2 separate regions of the Mus musculus genome follow, and region 1 is linked to region 2. The links are chromatin contacts, called in public HiChIP or PLAC-seq maps. All regions are on one chromosome and are shown on one strand. Each heading gives the region's core, a stretch centred on a gene start, on an enhancer-like site or on the middle of the called end of the contact. The rest is flanking DNA. Distances are from core to core; before and after follow the strand shown. Region 1 has its middle 19 kb from the start of Gm26228. Region 2 holds the start of Gdf10 (growth differentiation factor 10).

Region 1 (4,709 bases), core at 2,083-4,582, 260 kb after region 2:
CTCAAGCCAATCTGGTCCTTTGGGAGGCAGGCAGCCCGGGTGCACAGTTCTCACGGTCCCAATTCTGTTCTTGCTCTTATTGACTCGGCCGTTGCCAGTCTCCAAGCAGCACCGGTCCACTTTCAGGTACCAGGACACAGAGAGTGGGAGTGATTACCAAAGTGCAATCTATGAGATGTGGCTGGAGACCTCTCACCTTTTTGAAAACCCTTCAGGGACTAGCCACTGAGCACATTATTTCCGTCACACATAGACACACTCCACAGGTGTGCAGCTGTGCTGTCTCCTTGACTCAGGCTGACATTTTACAGAATTGTTTGAAGAAGGAGTGCTTGGAAAAAAAGAAAAAAGAAAAAAAAAAAACGGGAAGCATCTAGCCAGACAAACACTGCTTAAGCCACCCTTTCCAAGCTTCTTAAGTAAGCCCTTTGCTGTCAGCATTTTACATTATAGGAGAGTAAACGTGCTAAGTTCTACTATACTTATTATTTTCTTCCACATTGGTTATAACCAACCACAGAAGACTTTGATGTCTTGGAAACACTTTTTTTACAGGTTTGGCTAAATAGTGATTGCAAGCCATCCGTTTGATAAGATGGCTTTCTCTGATTCAGCTCCCATGGTTCTCCGTGACGCCTGCTCTGTGAGAAGCCAGAGTTTCTCAAGCACAGATTTAGGACTCACACACTCACTGCTCACTGAAGGCTGGAAGGAGACAACGTTCACAGGCTGATGATGCATTTCTCTATTCTTTCTGTTACTGGTCAGTTTTGTTTGATGTGAAAGTCAAGCAACCATTGCTTTTGAAGAATATTCTGGTGTCACAATTCTATATGCCCCTGGCATCTCTGGACAAGGCACAGGATCTACTGTCACTCTGACCTAAAGGTTTTGGGTACGTATGTACATATGTATTTACTCTGTGTGTGTGTGTATATATGTATATATATATTATATATATATATATATCCATTTTCCTGGAGCACCTTGTCTTTTCTGATTTAGGACTTTTATGGATAAAGCTGCTAGGAATATGTGTTTTACATGTGGGCAAGAATTTCCGTTCACTTAGAGGTGATGCTCAGGAATGCTATCTGGGTCCCATGGTTACAGTTTAGTTACATGAGAATCCACCAAACTATTTTCCAAGTGGCTGAACAGTTTAGGTCTTGCCCAGCCAAGTCTGAGATCTCCAGGAACTCCATTCGTGCCAGTGCATCTCACAGTTTTTAATCATGATCATCAATTGCATTTACCCCAATGAGCGAGTGTCTTTCCAGTGTTTACTTGCCAACAATATGACCTCTTCAGAAAAATGTCTCTTCGGAGCTTTTGGAAATTTTCTAATCGGCTTTTTATAAATCAAATCATTGAACATTGCATGTGTATAATAATTCTTCAATCAGCTTGCTTTTGGCAAAAGATTTGGAAAGTCTGTGCATCCCAGTTACACATCCTTGGTCACATGTGTGACCCACGGGCTTCATATCTGAAACTATTCATATCTGGAAACTATTTTTACGGTATCTAGAATTTGAAGTTGGTAATTCTTCTTTCAATACCTAAAGCACATTACCTAAATTTTCTCTGTCTCTGCAGCTTCAGATGATAAAGCCACGAGCATCCGTATGGACAATGTGATGTTCCTGTCTGCTTTCAAGACGCCTCTGCTTTTAGTTTTCAGGGGTTTCCTGTCATGAAAATATCTCCTTGTGATATTTTCTTTTTTTCTCTTGTGTTTTGTGTTCATTAAACTTAGGAGTCTGTATATTTATGTCTTTTTCCATATTTTGGAGGTTTTCTACCATTGTTCGTTGGAATACTTGTAAGCCCTATCTTTTACCGTCCCCTCCAGAACTTTGTTAATAGGAACATTAGACCTTTCCTGAAACTTGGCGTTTTCTGTCCCCAGTGCTCAACCCTGGTCTCCACCTTCCTCTTCATCCCTGAAGCACCGGGAACTTCTGATCCCTCCCTTTTTGCTGGCACATCCCGCTGGCACCACTTCTTAGAGTTCCTGCTGCTTCATGGGCAGTTCTGGTCAGTTCCCATTGCTGGGACTTTGTTATATCCCCCACTGCTAAATTCTAAATTCTTGATGTTTTCTTAAACATTTGAAACAGGGTCTTATTATGTATCCCGGGCTAACTTGGTATTCATTACATAGACCAGGCTTGCCTAAACTCGCAGAGATCTGCCTCCCAAGTGTTAAGGTTAAAGGTGTGTACCACCATGCCTGGCACTAATTGATTTTTAACTGTTCCTATATTCACAATCCCGGCCAACTTTTGTTAGTCCCCTGACTTTTGTGACCTCTTTGATGCTCTCATAACTTACTTTTCAACATCTCCACAACAATGACAGTCGCCTGGCCCTCTGCTCCATCCTTCCTGTCTTAAGTTGTGTCCCTAAGTCCCTCTCCTCCTTTCCATAGTTACTCACCCTGTGACCAAGATTCACCGCTTCGACAATCTCAGTGGTATCAGTCTTGGACTCTCATGTCCTTTCATCTCATGGCGGATGTTAGTATTCTCAAACTATTCCCTTCCATCTCCCTGGAAATGCCTAGTGTTTTGTCAGTAATTGCCCTGACTGCTTACATATACCACCTCCCATCACACACCGTCCTATGACACAGCTCCAACACTTGGAACATTGCTAGGGAAAAAGACATTTTGAGACTCCCTCCCTTGGGACAGTCATCCCATGATGCACCATACTCCCAAGGCCCCACCTCTCAGAGGATGCTACCGGCATCCCTGGCCCTTGTTCTTACTCTGTCTCTGCCATTAGCGATCAAGACTGGATAGGGACAGACAGCAGCCTCTAGGCTGACCAATCATCTAGAATTCTGCTTCTCTTGCCTCTGGGGACCACTGGTGACCCTTTCCAGACTCATAGGGATACATTTCCACCTCACATTTCTTTATCCCTCTAAAGACACTGCAGCTGCAAGCAAGCCTGTGCCCTCTCCTGCCGCACCACTAGTCCTAATCTGCTCTTCCATCTTGCTACAGGCCCTGTTCACCATCTCCCCAGCCCTGTTCAGACCAGCATTTCATCCTGAAACCATTGTCAACTCTGTTCTCATGCTCAGTCCCAACTCCTGACCCTCCTCTCCTGACATTTTTCTAGTCCCACCTTGTCACCAATCAGCCCAGATCAGCCACCACCTGCCTACCTCTCTCCTGGCTATGCTGCCGCGCGTGCAACTTTCTGCTTGGCCCCCTGACAAGGCGATGCTTGCTAACCACCATAGCTCCAGCACTGCTGAGTAGCCCTGTTCCCCATCCCCTGCTGCCTGCCTTCCCCAGCATAGCCCTCAGCAGCTGTTCCCAATCTTCCTCCTCTTCCGGAGCCCTCGAGCCAGACCCCACTTCCTGGACTCGCAGCAGATGGATGTGTCTTGTGATTTATCGAGAACTTCATTCAATAACGATGTTCTCACTTTCTCTCCCCTTCTCTGAATGTCTCTATCTCCCCCCAGTGGGTCTTTATCTGAGAAATATCCTTCCTCTTTTCAAGACAAACTTTCCCCGCTGGACTCTGGATCCTTCTCCTTCCTGATTCCTTCCTGACCCCTTTCCATCTCCCTGCCTCACAGCTTCTTCCTGCTAAGTTTAATATTTAGTTTTATTAATACATACTTCTGAAGTACAAAATATCACCCACATCTGATGTAGATATCTCCATGAATTTGGACATATGTGTACACCTGCGATCCCCCACCGTAGCCAAGTGAACACATTTATCACCTCCCAAAATATCCTTTTGTTCTTCTGTGGCTCTTTGTGGTTTTTGCAGGAACACAATGTGAGGTCCAGCCTCTTAACGTACACACCAGCATGTCATTCGCATGGGTCTCCAGAACTTAACCCATCTTGCATAATACAAACTTTATGCCAGTGGAAAAAAATATTCCCATTTCCCCCCTCCTTGAGCCCATGGCAGCCCCTACTTCCTTCTCTGATTTCACACAGCGGATTGTTGCAGATACTTCATGTAAGTGGAATCATGAAGAATTCATGACTTATTTTTACCTAAAATCATATTCTGTAGCTTTATCTCTAGCACAGCTGCATGCATTTCCTTCCCATTGGTCTATCAGTGGATGAAGGCATGGGATGGTATATGTTATGGGATCAGGCAGATATAACTTATGGAGCTGCTTACTGACAGTGGGTGTACCCACGAGAAGGAGATGGAGTGGTGTGGTTGTAAGCGCCAGGTTTTCCCCATCTTTGCTGTTGTGACATATGGATATAGATGCCACATCAAGATTCTGAGTCCAATCCTTTTGAAGAAATACCTAGAAACAGGATTGCTGGGTCATGCAGTCACTCCATTCATATTTCCTACCGTTCTAGTGGCTCTGCCACTCTGTGATCCCCACCAGAACCGTTCTGCATCCTCCACACTCGTAATCGTTTGTCCCTATTGTGGCTGCCGTCCCAGCTGGTGTCAGGTGGATCTCACTGTGGCCTTGACTTGCATTTTGCTGATGAGCATGAGAGTGAGCACTTATTATACTTGCTGGCCGACTGTATGTCTTCACTGGTGAGCACTTATTCAAGTAACTAGGCCATTTGGCGTTTTGCTGTTGAATTGTAGTTTCAAATACATTTTAGAAGATGATTAACTTCATCAAAGAGATGCTTCGCAACGATTTTCTCCTGTTCCATAGACTGCCTCTTTACTCTCTTGCTGAT
Region 2 (4,262 bases), core at 1,004-3,503:
AAATGGCTGTTGTTGCCTCCTTGATGCAACAACTTTCTCCCCTGATCTGTCTTTCTGTCCTTATCTGTGAAATGGGAGTGCTGGATTTAAGGTCCAGTCCCCAGGCCATTAAAATGTTCACTATTATTTTGTGCTAGGAAGTCTCATCACCTTGGTATGGTGAAAACAGACACTACTGTACCCCTCCATAACCAGGCTGCAGCAGATGTTTGTGCCCAGTGGGATACGCTCACTTCTTGCAGTGGTGACCCCTGACGACCTTTCTGTTTGCACTTCAAGGTTCCAGGGGCAAGAGTTAATGGGCAACACAGGTCAAGTTCAAGCCTATAGGAACACAAAGCACCAATCACAGTACTTTCTGTTCCAAGCATTACAACACTACTCAATCTGGCCAGGGCGCTGGACGTACAGTATTACTCCATTTCATCTTTCTTCCACCCCAGAAAGGGGGATGCTGCTGTGTGCTGCCCATTTTATAAAGTACAAACAAGTCCACATAGTTTTAATGATTTAACTCAATAGTGCCAAATGTTCCTTAAGGGGCTTACTTTAATAAAGCTTCTCCAGAAACGAATGCCAGGCATTGACTAAAAGGTCCCAGGGAGGCCAGAGTTGGCCTAGAACCTAGGAACACATCCTGGTACGACGAAGGCTCTGTTCTTTGGAAAAGATGCCCCATTACCCATGTTCTGTCTGAATCGGAAGCCAAGATGGCGCCCAGTGAGCAGCAGGTGGGAAGCCCTGGGGCTGTACAGGTCAGCCTCGAAGATCGCCAAGGTTTGCGCCTATCGACCTTGGGAAAGAAGAGCGCAGACAGAAGGATTTTTCTCCTGGGGAACGGCCTCCTCCCAGACAGGACTGCAGGAGACCCCTGCCCACATTTTCTGGAAAGGCATTCTGAAACCATGAGCAGTCACCATGACAACCAGGGTCTTCTCACCACCTGCTTCCCAGACTTCACTTCCTCAGCACTCCCGCACTTAGCCCGGGCCTTGCAAGGGCTTCTCAGCCCAAAGTTAGTGGGCTGGGGCTCAGAGCCACCTTCCCTAAGAAGAGGGTGGGGAGAGCCTCTGTCAAATGGCCTCTGGCAAGTTCATCCCTAGGTGTGAAGAGAGTAAAGTGGGGCATGGACCAGGACCTGGGCAAGGTGCTTCTGGACCTTTTCTGAGACCTTTCTTCTGAAGTTTTCCGTCCTGAGGTCACAGGCTCTTAGTGCTCTGTGCTTTCTTGCTACCCAAATCAAGCTTCCTATCCGGGCTCCGTGCTTGGCACTTCCACTGGTGCTGCCTTGTGACTCGCTGAGCAATCCCTGTGACCCCCATACAGCAAGTGCCAGCACAACTTATGGCACGGATGGTCCTCAGTCCATGCCCATCTCCATTCTGTGCCTAAAGCCTTGAGTATATGCTGATAGTTGTCCAGCAGTTGTGCAAGCTCCCAGGGACAGGAGGTCTGCCACCAAGTACCACTTGTCCCAACTGCAAGCTCTGGCCTGGTTCAGGGAACTGAGTGGATTGTCAGTGGAAAGATGAATTAAAAGTCAGTACAAGAAAGGAAGGGAGAAGAAAGCTGCGAAGGAACAGAGAAAACAGATAGAGAACTGATGGATTAGGACTCCCGGTGCATCTTCTACTTACCCAGCCGGGCACGGAAGCTTCGGACGGTGTTGCCTCCTCCCGGTGGAGCACCTCTTCGGTTGTACTTCTCATAGAGCCTGAGCATGTGGATAGCGACCATGTCCTGGGCGCCTGGGCCCAGAGCGGCTGCTGCGTCCCCGGGTGACTGCTGGGAGTCCCTGTCCCCCTGCAGACCGGCAGCTGCCGAGGGCAATGAGGACCATGAGGGGCCCCTGTGGCCGCAGCCTGCGCCCCGCAGCAGCAGGAGCAGCGGCACCATGGGCAGCAGCTGGGACCCCAAGCTGATCCGAGCAGGACCTGGAGCCATGGCTGAGTAACGGTGGTGAAGGGTCTGAGCCCAGGAGAACAGACAAGGAGGGCTCAGTGTTGGCTGTGCACCTCGTCCGCGGCTGGAGTGTCCCTGTGGGACTCGGACAGCCCGGATGACCCCACTCGAGGTATCGGGATTGGCTCTCTGTAGCAGCGCTGTGCGCCGAGCATCCGCGCCGCCGGGCCAGCGACCACGGCTATCCTGAGCCGCGTGGAGCTCAGCCGAGCCCGCGCCGGCGCGCTCCCTTGACGGCCTCGCGCTGCAAACTTTGCAGCCCACGGAGCGGCGCCGGGACTGGCGAGTTCGAGGGGCGGGGCGGGGCGAGGTGGCCGATAGCGCCCTCGGGGGTGCGGGGGGCGGGGATCCTGCTGTGTCCCCACTCGCCGCCGCCAAGAGACGGTCTGTGGCCCCGGTGTGCTGTGCGTGCGTCCCGGTGTGCGGGCGTGCGCGCGCCGGGGTGTGCGCTCCCGAGTGTGGGGGCCGTGGGTGTGGGCGGGCGCGCTCCCCGCTCCCCCGCCGAGAGCCGGAGACTAGCCCCGCAGCCGGCTCCGGAGTGTCGCTGCCTGCAGCTGAGCCAGGGCGTCGCGGGGGCTGGGCGGGCTTTGGAGGGGGCCCGCCTGCGGGGTTGTCCCTGCAATGGCATGCTATGGCTATGTGGTTGGAAGATGACAGCTCCCCCATGAGGACCCAGAGGCCATGTGTGCCTAGTTGTCTCTGAGCTAGTGTGTGCTCAAAATGCAAAGGTGCAGTCTTGGGAACAGGAGCTCCGGCGATTTAACAACAGAAGGTGTGTGTGTGTGTGTGTGTGTGTGTGTGTGTGTGTGTGTGTGTTTCCAAAGCTCAACCAACCTAAATCGGTGGAAGCAAGATCTTGATCAAAACACAAAATTAGAATCATCAGGTTAACTTGACCCTTTCTTTGGCAACGGTGTTTCCACTTGTTGAAGACACACAGGAAAGGTCTGTAGAAAACATCGGACAGGATTGCTTAAAAAAGAAAAGGGCATGCTTTCAATTTACTTTGTAAAAAGTTTCAAAGCGTCAGGGAAGGAGGAGAAAAAGCCCACAGTTTTCTTGAAAAAGAGTTCCGAATGAAGTGCTGGTGTAGGGTGTCGCTGACCCCTGCTAGGGCAGCTTAGTCCCGGGGCAGAAGGGCAGCCCCAAAGGTGCTTCACTCTAGCAAACTTACCTCCCTATAGATAGAATTCGGGGTCCTGGTGGGGGAAGATCTGGTCATTTTTACCAACTTTAACTGAAACATAGTAATTTCTAATGTTATGTGAACAAGAAAGCAGTCATAGTGGCAAGTGCTGTGGCTTTTCACAGATAGACATTAGTTAGATATTTTCATTGGACCTGGGAAGGTTTTCCAGATTTCCCAAAGTAAATTTTTTGCTTAAACACTATTGAAATTACAACAAGTCTTGGGCCCTGCTAATTAAGGAATTAATGAAATAGAATATTTATTATTGTCATGCTGCAGAGGTGCTTTAAGATATTTTTATATATTAGAGTACTGTTGGTTTTCTCTGTTAACTTGGGAATTCCATTTTGTGCATTTAAAAACATTCTTTAGGAGAGGAGTCCACAGAATTTAGCAGGCTAGAAAGACGCCCAGGGACCTAAACGTGAAGGACTCTTTAGACTCTAGATGCTGTGACCTTTTAATACAGTTCTTCCTGTTTTGGTAAACCCCAACCATAAAATTATTTCTATTGCTACTTCTTAACTGTAATTTAATTGCTGTCTTGAATTGTAACATAAATATCTGTTTTCCATTCACATGGTTTTAGCAGACCCACCTGAAAATTTCATTAGACCCTCAAAATGGTTGCAACTCACAGGTTGAGAACCCCTGCATTAGAGGGACAGGACCCCCTTCAAGCCCACACTCTTCTCTGTGCTGCAGGCTAATAGTTAGTACACTCATGAACCCAATGTTCCTCTTACCTGGTGACTCTGGGCTTTGGGAGCCAAAATAGTTACTTTATTTTGGAGGGATCACAGTGCAATAATTGAAATTTTCCTGGAAAAGCCTTCTGTTGCTTTGTAAAATGACTATTTATAGTTTTTTTATTTTTATTTTTTATTTATTTATTTTTTTTAATCTCAGACTATCATATTAGAATCCATCCTTCCCAGAGCTGTGAAGCTTTGGCCTGTAGTTTTTGGAAGCGCTAAGGGGTGGCGTTTATTATGTATATAAATACGTAGTATTTTGAAAATTAACTCACATCACATTCAACTTCCCATTCGTATACAGTTCCCACTTGTTCTGTGAACTGGCTTTCCCAAAAGGACTGGAGTTGAGAGCC

Evidence for each region. HiChIP or PLAC-seq counts read pairs in DNA pulled down with a chosen protein or histone mark.
Region 1: an H3K4me3 HiChIP or PLAC-seq map of stem cell-derived neural progenitor cells shows a contact between it and region 2, with 5 times the contacts expected there. The contact joins the enhancer-like site here to the promoter of Gdf10 in region 2. A contact is called at or near these places in 21 of 39 promoter capture datasets (the 3T3-L1 cell line, 3T3-L1-derived adipocytes, the HPC-7 cell line and 12 more), 3 of 15 datasets of contacts at CTCF or cohesin (embryonic stem cells, hippocampal excitatory neurons and stem cell-derived epiblast-like cells), 75 of 484 Hi-C or Micro-C datasets (the 3T3-L1 cell line, 3T3-L1-derived adipocytes, the C10 cell line and 38 more), 26 of 115 datasets of contacts at active chromatin or transcription factors (SST interneurons, VIP interneurons, astrocytes and 16 more) and 2 of 9 other capture datasets (embryonic stem cells and embryonic trunk).

Annotation. Positions count from the first base shown.
Region 1 is chr14:33,660,909-33,665,617 of GRCm38.p6, reverse strand. No RefSeq gene overlaps it. Among named protein-coding and RNA genes, the nearest start is that of Gm26228, 19 kb to the right of the region's middle. Within about 2 kb of position 3,332, at least 6 of the 459 cell types and tissues checked have an H3K27ac peak or open chromatin away from gene starts, as enhancers often do.
Region 2 is chr14:33,921,578-33,925,839 of GRCm38.p6, reverse strand. It overlaps Gdf10 (growth differentiation factor 10), which reads right to left and starts at 2,253. Exons shown (of 3, transcript NM_145741.3): 1 at 1,638-2,253. The coding sequence starts at 1,944. Gm30031 (a long non-coding RNA gene) reads left to right here and starts at 2,741. Exons shown (of 4, transcript XR_001781214.1): 1 at 2,741-4,262.